Linked DNA regions of Mus musculus: all the other regions are linked to region 5. A link is a contact called in public HiCAR-type and HiChIP or PLAC-seq data. All regions are on one chromosome and are shown on one strand. Each heading gives the region's core, a stretch centred on a gene start, on an enhancer-like site or on the middle of the called end of the contact. The rest is flanking DNA. Distances are from core to core; before and after follow the strand shown.

What was found. HiCAR-type assays count read pairs that join an accessible place to other places. HiChIP or PLAC-seq counts read pairs in DNA pulled down with a chosen protein or histone mark.
Region 1: an H3K27ac HiChIP or PLAC-seq map of thymic regulatory T cells shows a contact between it and region 5, with 12 times the contacts expected there. The contact joins the promoter of Wdr92 here to the promoter of Spred2 in region 5. A contact is called at or near these places in 4 of 39 promoter capture datasets (embryonic stem cells, liver, maxillary cranial neural crest and 1 more), 3 of 484 Hi-C or Micro-C datasets (CD4 T cells, muscle stem cells and uterus), 12 of 115 datasets of contacts at active chromatin or transcription factors (the 230-238 cell line, the NIH/3T3 cell line, acute myeloid leukemia and 8 more) and 2 of 9 other capture datasets (adipose tissue and liver).
Region 2: an H3K27ac HiChIP or PLAC-seq map of double positive thymocytes shows a contact between it and region 5, with 6 times the contacts expected there. The contact joins the promoter of B3gnt2 here to the promoter of Spred2 in region 5. A contact is called at or near these places in 1 of 39 promoter capture datasets (pre-B cells), 4 of 115 datasets of contacts at active chromatin or transcription factors (double positive thymocytes, embryonic stem cells, pro-B cells and 1 more) and 1 of 9 other capture datasets (liver).
Region 3: a contact with region 5 is called in a HiCAR-type map of astrocytes, with 4 times the contacts expected there. The contact joins the promoter of Fbxo48 here to the promoter of Spred2 in region 5. A contact is called at or near these places in 4 of 39 promoter capture datasets (the C10 cell line, embryonic stem cells, hematopoietic stem and progenitor cells and 1 more), 1 of 484 Hi-C or Micro-C datasets (muscle stem cells) and 3 of 115 datasets of contacts at active chromatin or transcription factors (astrocytes, large pre-B cells and pro-B cells).
Region 4: a HiCAR-type map of astrocytes shows a contact between it and region 5, with 4 times the contacts expected there. The contact joins the promoter of Ppp3r1 here to the promoter of Spred2 in region 5. A contact is called at or near these places in 3 of 39 promoter capture datasets (embryonic stem cells, hippocampal neurons and pre-B cells), 2 of 484 Hi-C or Micro-C datasets (cerebral cortex and uterus), 6 of 115 datasets of contacts at active chromatin or transcription factors (the 230-238 cell line, astrocytes, differentiating embryonic stem cells and 3 more) and 3 of 9 other capture datasets (adipose tissue, embryonic stem cells and liver).

What each region holds. Positions count from the first base shown.
Region 1 is chr11:17,210,519-17,213,218 of GRCm38.p6, reverse strand. It overlaps Wdr92 (WD repeat domain 92), which reads right to left and starts at 1,326. Exons shown (of 8, transcript NM_178909.4): 1 at 1,073-1,326. The coding sequence starts at 1,255. Pno1 (partner of NOB1 homolog) reads left to right here and starts at 1,630. Exons shown (of 7, transcript NM_025443.2): 1 at 1,630-1,906; 2 at 2,082-2,231. The coding sequence starts at 1,712.
Region 2 is chr11:22,858,466-22,861,165 of GRCm38.p6, reverse strand. It overlaps B3gnt2 (UDP-GlcNAc:betaGal beta-1,3-N-acetylglucosaminyltransferase 2), which reads left to right and starts at 1,431. Exons shown (of 2, transcript NM_016888.5): 1 at 1,431-1,672.
Region 3 is chr11:16,950,054-16,952,753 of GRCm38.p6, reverse strand. Fbxo48 (F-box protein 48) reads right to left here and starts at 1,344. Exons shown (of 4, transcript NM_176982.2): 1 at 290-1,344. Eldr (Egfr long non-coding downstream RNA) reads left to right here and starts at 1,472. Exons shown (of 4, transcript NR_110425.1): 1 at 1,472-1,734; 2 at 1,824-1,872.
Region 4 is chr11:17,157,896-17,160,595 of GRCm38.p6, reverse strand. It overlaps Ppp3r1 (protein phosphatase 3, regulatory subunit B, alpha isoform (calcineurin B, type I)), which reads right to left and starts at 1,298. Exons shown (of 6, transcript NM_024459.2): 1 at 1,054-1,298. The coding sequence starts at 1,056.
Region 5 is chr11:19,923,079-19,925,778 of GRCm38.p6, reverse strand. It overlaps Spred2 (sprouty-related EVH1 domain containing 2), which reads right to left and starts at 1,337. Exons shown (of 6, transcript NM_033523.4): 1 at 823-1,337. The coding sequence starts at 848.

The sequences.
Region 1 (2,700 bases), core at 77-2,576, 2.7 Mb after region 5:
GAGCCTTGTTTGAGGATTATCAGTTTGAGGCCAGCTGAGTAACATAGAAAACACACACACACACACACACAAAAGGAAGAAAGGAAGGGAGGGAAGGAGGGATAAAGAAAATGTCAATTATTGTCCCCATTCTGTAATTGGCTCACTGGCAGCTGGATACGAAACCTGTAATCTAGTCTTGCATTATCCGCCTAAAAGTCCTTCAGTGGTGTCCTGTTTTCCTTAAAGCAAAATGAAGGACAAATCTGTGGAATGTCTTACATATCTTGCAATGGTCATTACTTATCCCTTATGAATGTGTATTTTATTTTATTTTACGGGGGTTGTGGTTGTTGCAGATAGGGTTTCAAACTGAAATTCTCCTGCTGTTTTCTCTTGATTGCCGTGAGTAAAGGTGTGCAACACCACTTCTAGCTCGTGTTTTTCTTTTTTAAAAAGATAATAAACTACCTTCCACCATTATCACTGAGCTTTCTCACATGCTGTTTTTTGTAAGAAACTTCATACTCTACTCTAAATTTGCTTTAGTTAGTTTCTACTCGTCCTGCATCTGTTTTTACTTTTATAGACCTGCACATTAGAAAACTCATCTTGATGAGTTTACATGTATGTATGCATTCTTGGTCTGGCTGTTGGACTGTCTCCCCCAACAGAAAATAAACTCCATGATATAGCTGGCATTGCAATTCCCATGCCTGGGACTATCAGGCATTGAACTGACACTTCTTGAAAGGATGTGGTATTTACTAGTTCGTCATCAACTTTGTTGTAGGTATCCCGGTGCCTCCTTTGGTTTTGCTTGTATGAAATGTGGGTTTATTGCATATATCTACTAGTAGACTACGACAACTGCTAACAGCCTATAAGGTCCAAGAACGTTGCCACGAAATGTTAACTTCACTTCCCAGAAACCTTGCAACGGACTGCACGGAGGATGGTGGGAGGAAGAGGCTGCAGTGAGAGCCTAGTTTGAAGTATTTCTCAATCTGTCACCTCCTTTCTGTTTCTGCTGGAGCATTGAGGAATCAGACCCTAGATCACGCAAACCCAAACGGTCCAAGCCTGCACCCACCTCCCGCAGCAGCTTGAGGTCCCCGCGCTGGATCTCGTACACCTGGATAACGCCGGTGCCCCGGGCAAAGTTGCCCATCGTCACGAATTTGGCACTGCAGGGCACCCATTTGCTGTCGAACACTGTGTAGTTGAGGCCCTTTTGAATGTGGACAATGATCTGAGGCTTCTCGAAGGTGGACATGGTGTAGATGCAACCAAACGCTAACTTGGTAACCAGACTGCAAACAGATCAGGGGCAGTTTGTCCCTCCCTAGCCGCATTCTACCCGGAAGCCTTAGCAAGTTGGGCTTGGATGCCTCCGAAAATGCCGTGTGAGCTACTGAGACCGCAACAGATGCTTCTCCACACATGGCACAAGCTAATTTACTGCCGTTACCACAACGACTTTACATAGACACAGTAAAGACTGTGAATGCTTCGGCTGCGAGCGTATGAGGGCACGGAGACATTAGCAAACAGGCATATCCCAGGACAGCAATTCCGAAACGCGGACCAATCCAGCCTTAGGCCCCTGGCATGGACCCCGCCTAGGAAAAGGGGTGGTGTCTTCAAATCGATTGGTGGAGGCTGGCGCATGCGCTGTACAACCACGCACGTGTTCCTCTAGTCGTACTTGCCGGGATTGATCTTGGCCGAGATGGAGACGCAAAGCACCGGAACGGAGGACGGCTTTACTCCCGTCACGCACAGAGGGGGCCGCCGGGCGAAGAAACGACAGGCTGAGCAGTCGTCAGCGGCGGGACAGGATGGAGAAGCCGGACGCATGGACACGGAGGAGGCGCGGCCGGCGAAGAGGCCGGTCTTCCCGCCGCTCTCCGGGGATCAGCTCCTGGTGGGGATCAGGACGGGACGGGACGGGGCGGGGCGGGGCCCGGGCGTCCAGGTGAAAGGGTCGGTTCTCGGTTTTGTTTTGTTTTGTTGTTTTGGGGGGTTTGTTTGTTTGTTTGTTTTTTCGCCTAGGCCCGCATCTCTCAGTCGCCTCCTGAGTGTGTATGTTTTTATTGCAGACTGGGAAAGAAGAAACGAGGAAAATTCCCGTCCCAGGTAACAGATACACACCGTTGAAAGAAAACTGGATGAAGATATTTACTCCGATTGTAGAACATTTGGGACTTCAGATACGCTTTAACCTGAAATCAAGGAATGTAGAAATCAGGGTAAGGAAGAGGGTAGCCATTTCGTAGCCTACCATTTCGTAGTTTCAGCCTTAATAAAAGTAGACAATGATACACGGTAGTGCCTAAACAAGTGGTAATTGTAGGTACTTTCTTCAGTGTAAGTGCTCTTTTTGGAGGAAACGTGTGCCACTTAGAAAAAAATGTAAATTAATTCCTTTATTTTTTTTTCAGTAGATCTTCGGTGTCAGTGCCAAATTAATTTTCCCATATCACAATGCTTTTATTATGGTATTCTAGCCTCCTCGGCATTCCTAAGGGATAAAGGCCAGACACTTGACTAAGCCTGCCTTTCAAGTAGGAGACCCAGTTGTGTTTGTTTCCCTTTTTTTTGTTTTTTTTTGTTTTTGGTTTTTTTTTCCCCTGCCAGTATCTTTGGTGGCTCTGGTCTCTGGAGAAGGCCACTTTCTCTGCTGTCTTCTTACTTCAGTTCCAGTCAGCTTTCAAGAGA
Region 2 (2,700 bases), core at 182-2,681, 2.9 Mb before region 5:
TTCTTGTTCAGAGTGACAGTGGTTAACAGTTTATGTGAACATATAAAAATCCAAGTTGTTGTTGTTGTTTGGGAACGTAGTGACAAACATAAGAACAGATCGGTCTGCAGATTGTCAATCTTAACATTTCCAGAACCACTGACTCAGAATTCCTTCTTGTGGATGACCGTACACACGTGGCTCTGCGCTCAACCCAAACAACTCGCACTTACTTCTTTCTGCGGCTGTAAGTAAGACTTCGTGGTCTTGGTCGAGCTGGCTGAAATTCAATCTCCAGCGCTCGAAAGTCAATGGCATCCCTTTGACTAACTCCATCTGACAGCCTTCTGAAAAAAAAAAAAAAAAAAAAAAAAAGCAAACAGGTGTAGAGTGTTAACTTCTCAGTGTGATTATCTCCAGAGGGTCGACCGAAGGCCTTAGCAATAAGAATGGAGGGGAGAGGAAGCAGCTTCCAAGCGCGTCCCAGGTTGTGGGGACCAGGCTCTAGGTTCGGTGTTGAGGGCGTGCCGACTCGGCCGGCCCACCCAGCTCTACAAACTAGAGCAACTTCTCCATCCGGTCTCCCCGGCTTTTTCCTGGGCCTCACCTTGGCACGTAGCGCTCTGGGGAGCCTGGGGAGGCGCTGGGTTGGGGGTGGGGGACCGTTCCGGGTCCCGCGTGATCCATGCTTGGGTGTGGTTGGTGCTCAGTCCAGCGGCATCACGGGGGTTCAGCGTTCAGATGTCTTGCTAAGCCCAACTTCTGAAGTCGCCGAGCGAACTCCGCACCCAGCGCCTCCCGCATCTTGCATTCTTGACTTCCTGAGACCCGAGTGGAACCACGTGGAGACCTCATCGTGTCTTTGATGGCTTCATAACCTGAAGGTCCGAAGAGGCCAGATAGGCACCACCCTCAGGCCTTGGGCATCTATCTAGGTGGCTGCCGCTACTATGTACGCTGAGAGCAAAGGTCAGGTGCACTTGGGTTTCCCTCTTCTCACCTCCCCTCGTGGATCCCGCTCACAAGCCACTCGGAGCCGTCTAGACTTAGCTACATGCCAGTGCTGGCTGGCAAATTCTCACCAAGCGCCACGCCCTGGTAGCTGAAGAGTTTACACTAGACCCTGGATCTCAGCAGGGTTTGGGACTCAAGTCTCAGCTGTTTTTCTGGGGGAGGCTACTTCCTGGCGGAGCGGGGGAGACTGTAATCTTTGGACACCGCGCGCTCCAGTGAAGCCTTAGGTTTTCTCAGTGCTACGAGGGGCGGAGAGCTCGGGAAGGGCCCGGGGGCGCAGTCCCAGCGGGACCTGGGCGCCAACTGGCGGGAGGGTTCGAGTTCGGCCTTTCCCAAACTTGGGCCACGGGGCGGGAGCGCGGCCTTCCCGGCGGTGACGCGCGCGGTGGCGCGGCGTGTGATTGGAGAATCGGGCGGGGGCGGGACCGAAGGGACGCGGCAGGGGGCGGCGGTGCCAGGAGCCGGGGCCGAGAGTAAGGCTCAGCGGCCGCCGCGGCAACAAGTGCTGGAGCTGAGGCGAGCCGGAGCCGCCCAGACCCCGCCGGGCCGCCCGTCCGCGCATTGCGCATGGAGCGAGAGCGGCGGCGGTCGCGGGGCTGAGCCGCAAGAGCGGCTGGGACGTGGATGCGGCCGCGGTCTTCCGCCCCGCCCCGCCGAGCTGGAGGTGTCCCTAGACAAGGTAGGGCCGGGTGGGTGGGCACCGGCCCTGCATCCCCGCCCCGCCGCGCTAGTTCCGGCCGGTGTGGGCGCCCCGCGCTCTCGCCGCTCTTCTGTGGCTCCTGCGTTGTCTGCGCATACGTTCCATCGGGTTCCCCTCACCGCTCCCAGTCTCACTTTCCTGGCCTCCGCACATCATTTCCCTGGCCTCCTCACCTCCCGGATATCCTCACCGGTCTCCGTTCTCCTGTCCGGCTTCCTCACCTCCTGGTCCTTCTCCCCTCCTTTACAGCCTCCTCACCTTCTCCCCAGTCTCCCGGCCTCCACCTCCTTCCTGACCTTCTCACCTGCTCGACCTCCGCTCTTCCTGCACCCACAGGGAGAGGGCAGCGACACCCTGAGCCGCGCTGTACCCCGCGCACGAGGTGCGGGCCTGGGCGGCGGGGGAGCGTCGCGGGCGGTGTTCTGCCCCGCCCGCGCACTGCGCTGGTCTAGGGTGCCGCAGGGGCAGATCAGGTGTTTGTGAGCCGCTGGCTGCCGCTTTTCACCCCCATCCGCTGGCACTGTTATCTTCGGGTCCCCAAAGACTGGTTTCTGTGAAACTTCAGGAGAACCTTTCGCGTTGACCTCTAAAAAATATTCCACGCCGCCCGCGTTGAATGATTAACTAGACTCAGGACTGCCTGGGGAGCTGGCCCTGCGACTGGCAGGTGGGCGCACCTGAGGGGCTGGGACCCTTCTGGGGACGTAACACCTAGCACCTGCTCAAATGCACTCGCCTAGGGTCCTCTGAGCTCCCGGGTCTTGTGTGGGAAGGAAGCTCTGAAGACTCCTCTCTAGTGTCATAGTGCGTGCGAGGTCATCTTGAAAAGTAATGCACACTTGGGTAACCTGGGCTGGCCCCATGTTCGCTCCTGCCCCAAATACAGGGTGGCTGGCCTTCGCTCCCCTGCCCACTGTGGTCTCCCAACTTGACTGCTTCAAACGATTAAACCTGTTCTTCTGCCCCCTCCGCTCCCCGCCAAGCCGTAGCTTTTTCCAGGTTTCGAA
Region 3 (2,700 bases), core at 95-2,594, 3.0 Mb after region 5:
ATATTCAATTACACTTCAAGAGTGGTGTCTTAGAAATCAATCTATCTTATGTGCCTAATTATGAGCTAAGGATCACTGTCCCCAAATCTATTACTGAGTGACAAGTACAATCTAAGTAGTTCATAATTCAGCTAGGAATAGTATATAGCTATAGATGTAAAGCCTTATTCCAGCTAATGTTCTCAAGGACCACAGTGGAAGCTTCTGGAAGCTTCAAGGCTGCACACATCATCCTGGGCCATGTTGCAATATAAGCACAATTTGTGTTTACCTACTTTATAATACTTACAGTTCCTTTTGTGGTGGAGAATCAGGATACAATAGGCATTTGATGTATAGCTAAATATCTCTTCATTCAGTGACTAACAATTCCCTTTTCAGATGCACTACTCGAGTCTTTGTAGTTAGTAACATCATGGTGACTACCTTTGGTTAGGCTGTTTATGATCCAAACTGGTTGTGGTTAGAACTGTAATGTCTGAACTGAACAGGGGCTTCCTTTAGAAATAGAAAATAGAAAGCAACTTGGTGTGCAAAAACAAGACAAAACCCACAAGATCAAGTATTTGCAACGAACCTTCTCCCCTCCTACCACTGGTACAAACTAAAGGCAAAGTGTCATCTTTGAAACTAAGTTTCTATTAGGAGGTTACACTACACTCAGATGTTTGCTGTTTCTCCCAGGCTCTCCCTAGGAATAAAATCTTTCCTTCTGTCAAAGGAATTCCACAAGAGGCAGGAAGTTTTTCAATTGAACATTCTGTGGTGCCTTGGTCATATTCCCAAAAATCTCACTAGGAATCTTCTAAATTATCTCTCTTGAATGCCTCGAAAGCTATTCCTTGTATGTCGCCTCTTTTTGAACCAACCTTGCGGAAATATTGCGTTAGCTTGCGGTCCTCCCACCTCCTTTTCAAAGATCTGCTTCTATGTATGTGTATTGCCGGTTTGCTTGCAAACAAGTCTCAGCACACAGTGCGTGCGCTGCCCGCAGGAGCCAAAAGGGGGGTGGGATCCCCGAAATGGAGTAACAGTCAGTGGCAAGACCCCTCTGTGGACACTGGGAACTAAACCTGGGTCTTTGAGAAGAGCGGTCACTCTGGGCCACCTCCAGCCCCTCCATCCACCGTCCTGTCAAATGTCACTAGGAGTGAGCAAACCGAGAAAGAGCATCGTCGGGCAAGACTAGTTCTCAGGGAGCCCACACCAGTCCTGGCGAGCGCAACCACATCCCTGTGCTGTGAGGACAGGCAGGAGAAGCGACCGACCACAGCTGAGCACGCTGGTCCCTGTGCAGGGAAGGGCAGAGCTGCCTCTCCTACCTAAAGGCGCGGTGCCGGCTCCTCCCGCGATTTCAGTCCTCCGGATTTGAATCTTTTCCGGAAGGCCTTCATGTCCCGCCCTCTCAAGCCTCGCTCCACCCATTTGCATGCGCGGTGCCTTCTGGGATTGGTAGTTTACCCTGCGTTTCATCACCGTAAGGGAAGGAAAGAAAGGAGGCCCAAGTCACTGCAAGGTCCAGCGTCCCCGCTGAGTGACAGCGGGCACATGGGCGGGACTTAAAAGAGCGGGACTTACAAAGGGCGGGACTTACAAAGGGCGGGACTTGCAAAGGGCGGGACTCCCAAAGTGCTTTGGTAGCTAGCGAGGGCTTTGAGACGGCCGAGAGTTTGAGCGCCAAGGCTCTCTCTCCCCAGGGGACTCTGCAACCTGACTAGGTGCTCCTTCCCTGAGGTGTGTGCTCGACAAAGGTTGCTGAAAAAGTTCACGTTGAAATTTTTTTTGATGATAATATCGTGTTACTCATTTCCTTTGTTTCTTAGCATAGTAACATTCCAGGGAGCTGCCCGGGGAAGCTTAACGCTCGATGCGGTATGTATTCTATCTAGTAGCATCTTGCAAAAATATAGTGAAATATCAAGGACTACCGAGACTGCTATATACGATGGAATTGCAAACCTTTCAGCTTATGTGGTTATTAAGTTAGCTGAACATTGTAGTTTTGTTCCCAGAGAAGATATTTGCTAGCATTCAACATTTACCCCTTGCCAGTCTTTCGTGCAGTTCTGTATTTCTCTAAGACTGCTTTTGCATATTACACCCTTACGGCCTTTAGTTTGAACATTCTATATGTCTCTGATTATAAAGATGTTGAAGCTAAGAGATACTTGTTTACTTAGGCCTAATGGCAGAAAGCATCCTGGGGAACTTTCCAGGATGTACATATATATACATAGAAACGCTCAATATCCCCTGTTATGGATTCAAGAAACTGTGACTCCCCTGGGAAGACACATTTAAGAGCGGACTACCTCGTGTATTGAGCTTCTTCACATTCCCAGTTAATGTCTGAAATAAGAAGTCAGAGACTTACCAGAAGGAACAGACCTTGGGGTGAGAGCTGAGGGAAGGGAGCTGCTTTCATAAAAAACACCAATCCGATCAAAGCCATACATCCCACTAGCTGGCATAAGAAAGCCTATAGCTTTCTATAGAAGATATGAGTCAGAAATACAAGGAAAGAGGAAATGGTGTGTGTGTATGTGGTGGTGGTGGTGGGGGGGTGGGGGGAAGGGGGCACCATTTGGTGTGTGCTGGTTGGTTTTTGTCAACTTGACACCTTGGAAGAAGGAACCTCAAATGAGGAATTGTCTCACTCGGACTGGACTGTAGGCAAGTTTATGGTGGCATTTTCTTGAT
Region 4 (2,700 bases), core at 49-2,548, 2.8 Mb after region 5:
GCAGTGCAGCTATGTTTGTCTGTGAACACAATTCTTGATTGCAAAGACGAAACGGAGGCCCAGTGAAGCTACAGAACCAGTAAGGTAACAAGCTAAAGGCGTCATAGATTTCTTGGCTATGGTGACAGGCAGGAGGCACACCCCTAGCGTCAGCCAGAAATACTACATGGTGAATTCCACCTACGGATTAATAGGAAAGTAAGGAAGGGAAAATTTAAATCGCCATCGTTCAAAAACAACTACCACAAGCACCGGAAAAACAGAAATAAAAATACTAAGAAAATATTAACAAACCAATATGAGCATTTCTCTAGGCCCGGTGTCTTAGCTAATATACACGCTGGCCCTTTCATGTTCACCAACGCAGAGAAAAGCGGCCTCGGGAAAAAAAAAAATCCCCTACGGTTGCAAACAGCAGAGAGATAAATGCGAAAACGAGCGAAGAAGGCAAGAAAGTGGAAGGATCCCTGCCAAGGCTCGCTGCTGGAAAATGCGGAGTGAGTGGGAGGAAGCACAACTCTGGAGAAGTGGGTCTTACATAAAGCGCCATTTGCCGCACACTATCATTTCCACCGGATTTCAGAAAACCCAACCTGGAAACCCATCTGGGGGCGGAAAGTGGGTTTCACGTGGAGGAGGGTAGCGAGGGCGCAGCCCCCCGGGACCGGGGTTCAGAAAAGGCCGAACGAGCCAGACAGGCGACGGGGCCGGGGTTGCGCGGAGGCCCACGGGCTTAGGAGCCCGGGGGCGGCGGCTCTGTGGGCGCCCGGAGGCCCAGGGTCGTGCGGAGGGCGGGGGCGGCGAATCTCGGGGAGCGCGGAGACGTCCGGCGTTTGCAGGGGGCCGGGGGGCGCGCGGAGGCCCGGAGGAGGCGCGCAGGGGCTGGGGGGCTTGCAAGGGCCTTGCAGCGGCCCGGGAGCGCGCAGAGCCGGGGGCCGCGCAAGTAGCCGAGGACTTGAAACCCAGCACCTGCACCCTCCAGGCCTCTGGAATTTTCTATCCGAGAGGACGCCCCGGGCCCTCCCTCGCGCGACCGGGGAACCGAGGTCTCACCATCTTGCTCGGCGGGCGGCGCTGGCGGCGGCTGTAGGATCCTCGGGACGCGGCGACGGCGGCTTTGCTGTCCGGCGCCGGGCGGGGTGCAACGGGGCCTGGGCCCGGAGCGAGGCGGGCGGAGTCCCGGTTGGAGATGCGTCGGCGGGAGGAGAGGGTTGCAGCCTCACGCTCACAGGCGGCCCCGACTCGTTGCAGCGGCTCGCGCTGACCGCAACCTCAAGGCACGGAACAGGGCGCGCAGAGGGCGGAGCGAGCGCGGGGCGGGGCGGGGCGGAGCCTGCGGGAGGCTGACATCCGGGAACCCGCGCCCTGCCGTGCACACGCTCTCCAACCGGATTGCTCGCAGAGCCCCGCTAGCGCTCCGCCAGCGCTTTTTGCGTACCGTGCGCCGGGGGACATGGAGATGGGGGGGCAGACGTCTTGACGTTGGGAGAGCCGCGCTTCCTGTCATGTGACCGAAGGAAGGCCGGCAGGAGGAAGACTCCTGGGAGGAGAAAATGGGGAGAATGACAGGACCTGCCACAGGGCTGTGTCGCTCTTGGGGGGTGACACCATGTCACTATGGCGAGGCACGGGCAAGTCTACACTGTGGAGTCAAGCGCGCAGTTGGAAAAATAGGAGAAGCAAAGCTAGCTGCAGCTTAGGTCCTGGGAGCCACTGACAAGAGTGGGGGATTGCTTCCCACTCCAACAGACACTACCTCTAGGTTGCCCTGCAGCTGGTGCAGAAAGAAGCCTTTAAGAGAAATACTACGAGACAGACTGCCCTGTTGTCCATGTAGTAAGGGTATGTCCGTAATGGTGGCAGTTGCCTTACTATAGAAGTGAAACTACAGTAGGTAATAAAGTCCATGGAAAGAAGTTATATTTAAGAGGAAAAGATAAGTTGGTAGGAGAGATGTGATAAAGATAACGTATTTATGTTATTTATTTTAGTCAGGTTTTGAATAGATAGAAAATAAAGGTCAGGGTATGTCCTGCTCTACCTGTTTCATCTTCTGTAAGTGTAGATTATTTTTTAGCTTTTGAGAGACGAGCTTTGACTCCACTTTGAGGATGGGGGATGCCTGCACCGGAGGGGACACGAATGCTACTTACCATGTATCCAGTTCCACTCACAGACTGAAAATGCCTTATAGCTTGGCGTTGAAAGGGTGGCACCCTATGAATTTATCAGGGTAAACTGTAACAGCGCATAGGTTTGTTACAATTGTTTGGGAAACCAGGCACAAGAACGTGGTAGGCACATCATACCAAGAAAAGGGTGCAACGTCCTCACCTGGACTCCATAAAGAGATAGACATCTAGCACTGTGATGGCAACAACCCCTACCAATCTATCATCCGACCATCCTGATAGGCAAAGAACACTTGACTGCCCCTGAGGCTTGAACTCAGTTAAGTCCTCACTGTTGACAAGGTTTGGTCAACTGTCCATCTTTCTATTCCTCCAGCTGTACCATCCATCCATCCCTTCATCTGGACCTACATTTGGCTCTTAGGCCTCTACAGCTGAACTCAACTCTATAGCTTCCCATTTAAACCATTGACACTCCCAACAGCCTGCTCCAGCATCTTTCCTAAAGCCAAGGTGTTTATTTAGTATCAAAACAAACTACATTTCTGATGGCCAGGCAGTGGGGTTG
Region 5 (2,700 bases), core at 88-2,587:
AGGCGGGAAGCAGCTGCCACTTGGCCCAGAGACGGTGACAAGCCCGGGTCTCCCCGAGGGGCGAGCACAAGCACCTCTGACTAAGCACCGAGAGCTTTGTTCCCCTCGGGCCTGCGGGCCGGGCACACGCACGGGCACGCGCTCTCCCTCACATACATGCCAGGAGCGCGCTTCCCCGCACGCTCTCCCGCCCTCGCTGCACACGCTTCGGATCCGCCCCCAGTGCTGCCCCGACACCGCGGGGCGCGTGTGCCGGCCCACACGCGCGTGCACACACTCACGCGCGCCGGGACTCGGCAGGCTGCTCCCGCGCTCTGGCCGCTGCGAGGACCCGGGCGCACTGACCCTGTGCCGAGCCCGACTGGCCCTCCCCCAACTCCTCCGTGTTTTTATGAATGAAAATGTGGTATGCAAATGAGAGCGATTCAAGAAAACGAAATGGCGGAGCCCGGGCCCCAGAGGGCTCCGGAGAGGGCTATGGGAGGGCAGCAGTGCCAGGAGTCACAAAGTCACCATGCACACAGACCCATCGACCCCGGGATGCCCCGCGTGGAGGGCGTCAGAGCTTCCGCTCCCGCAGCCCGAGGACCGCCCCGAGGTCATTTGCGCGCCCTTGGCCCGGGCTGCGACCTGGACTTGCAGACCCCAGGCGGTTTCTGCCGTCTCCCCCAGCCAAGTCAAGAGCCTCGCGCATAGCCCCGACAGCTCAGCCAGCGGCTGCACCCCAGGCCAAGTTCCTCCGACGAGTCCCCTCCTGCGTCCTTGGCGGCGGCCCCCACACCACCCCTCCGGGCACCCGCGTCCCACCCGCGGCTAACTTACTCGTCCGGGTGTGTTTCTTCGGTCATTTTCTTGTTCACCTAGACGCCTGTCCCGCGGCATGCAGCCTGGCTCCCTTCATCTTCCTGTGCGCTCGCCCCCCTTCTTCACATCTCCGACATCTCCTGATTTGGTGGTGGAGGGGGGGAGCTAGAGATGAAGGGGGCGCCGAGGCAGGCGGGGAAATGGAGAGCCCCGAGATCAGGGCGAGGTCTGGGAAGGGGCACACCAGGCAGCGGACGCCGTGGGCCGGCCGGGCACGGCCCCGGGGCTCTGAGGGGGTGCAGAGGCGAGATTTGGGAAGGGGACCCGGAGGGGGAGAGCAGCAGAAAAACAAGCACGCTCCGGGCGGCGGGCGGGCAGTCGGCTGCGCTGGGGCCGGGCCGGGGTCGCCCCCGGGGACCGGGCCAATCAGGGTTCCGGGTAGTGCTCGGCGGCCGGGGGAGATGCGCCTGGGAGGCGGTGCAGGGCGCCCCGTCCGAGCCCCATCTCGCCACTCCACCGATTTACTCCATATTGGATTCTCAGCGCCGCCAACAGGAGGAGGAAGTAGGGCGGAAGCGATGACGTCTTCCCAGCGGCCAGAGGTGGTGGAGTGCAAAAAGCTTCCTACTTGCGACCAAAATAAAAGAGAGAGAGGAGAGAGAGAGGAAAAAAACACACTCACAAAACACTTTGTCCCGCCTACTGAGCGTGCCCCTCTTCTACTCCCCCTCCCGCTAGCTTCCAGTCAGGGAGGAGCCTCGGAACAGCATGGTTGGCACTGCGTTTGTCAGGATCCGAATCCTTGTCTCCGGTGCTCCGGGTTTTAGGAAGCCCAAGAGGGAGGAGGCGGGAGCCGAAGACAAGAGCACATCTGGCTCCCGTTTTGTCCCTCCCTCCTTCCAAACCTTCGGATTAAAAATCAAGGGGGGAGGTGGCGGAGGGCGGAGATGGGGAGGAGTTTAGATGTTGCCAGAGAGTTTGGGTTTGGAGAAACACTGCGGGGTGGGGGTTGGGGGCAGTGCAGGTGGCCTCCGCTGGCCTCCACACGATGGGATTACTGTCATGCAACACCATGCCCACCTAGAGCGGGCATATTTTTAAAAATATGTACGCAGAAAACAAAAGGCAAACAGCCATAAAACTTTGGCATTGCAGGCAGAGATGAAGTTTAAAGGTAACACCAAAGTAAATTATCCAGTCTGTGAATAACGTTTCTTGTCTCCAGCTCTTAGAAGTCTACTCTTAGTTTACTGGGTCACAGATTACTACCTTTGATGGGGTTTGGCCAAAGAGAGACCCAGGAACTCATTACTCCACCCCCGACCCGTCTTCCCTTCCCTTCCCTTCCCTTCCCTTCCCTTCCCTTCCCTTCCCTTCCCTTCCCTTCCCTTCCCTTCCCTTCCCTTCCCTTTCCTTCCCTTCCCTTCCTTTTTCTCTCTTTCTTTCTTTCTCTCTCTCTCTCTCTCTCTCTCTCTCTCTCCCTCTCTCTCTCCCTCCCTCCCTCCCTCCCTCCCTCCCCCCCCCTCTCTCTCTCTTTCTTTCCTTCCTTCTTTCTTTTTGAATGTGCGGGGGCAGAAGGAGGATGCATCCATGCATGTCAGCACCATTTGTGGGCAGAGAGGAGAGGCTGTTGGATCTCCTGGAACTGGTTGCTAGCCTCTGTGTAGGTCCTAGGAATTAAACCACAGTCTTATGGAAGATCTTAACTGCGAGCCATCTCTTCATACCTCTCTTTAAATTATTTTTCCTACCATGGCCTAGGACCTGCCTGAGGTTTTCTGAGAGGACCTATGCACCATCTAGACAACGAGCAGGATTGCACCCAGGGCTCAACTTGTGGATTTGCCTGGAATCTGAATTTGCGATATTAAAATCCATTTCAATTTTTGAAGGGGG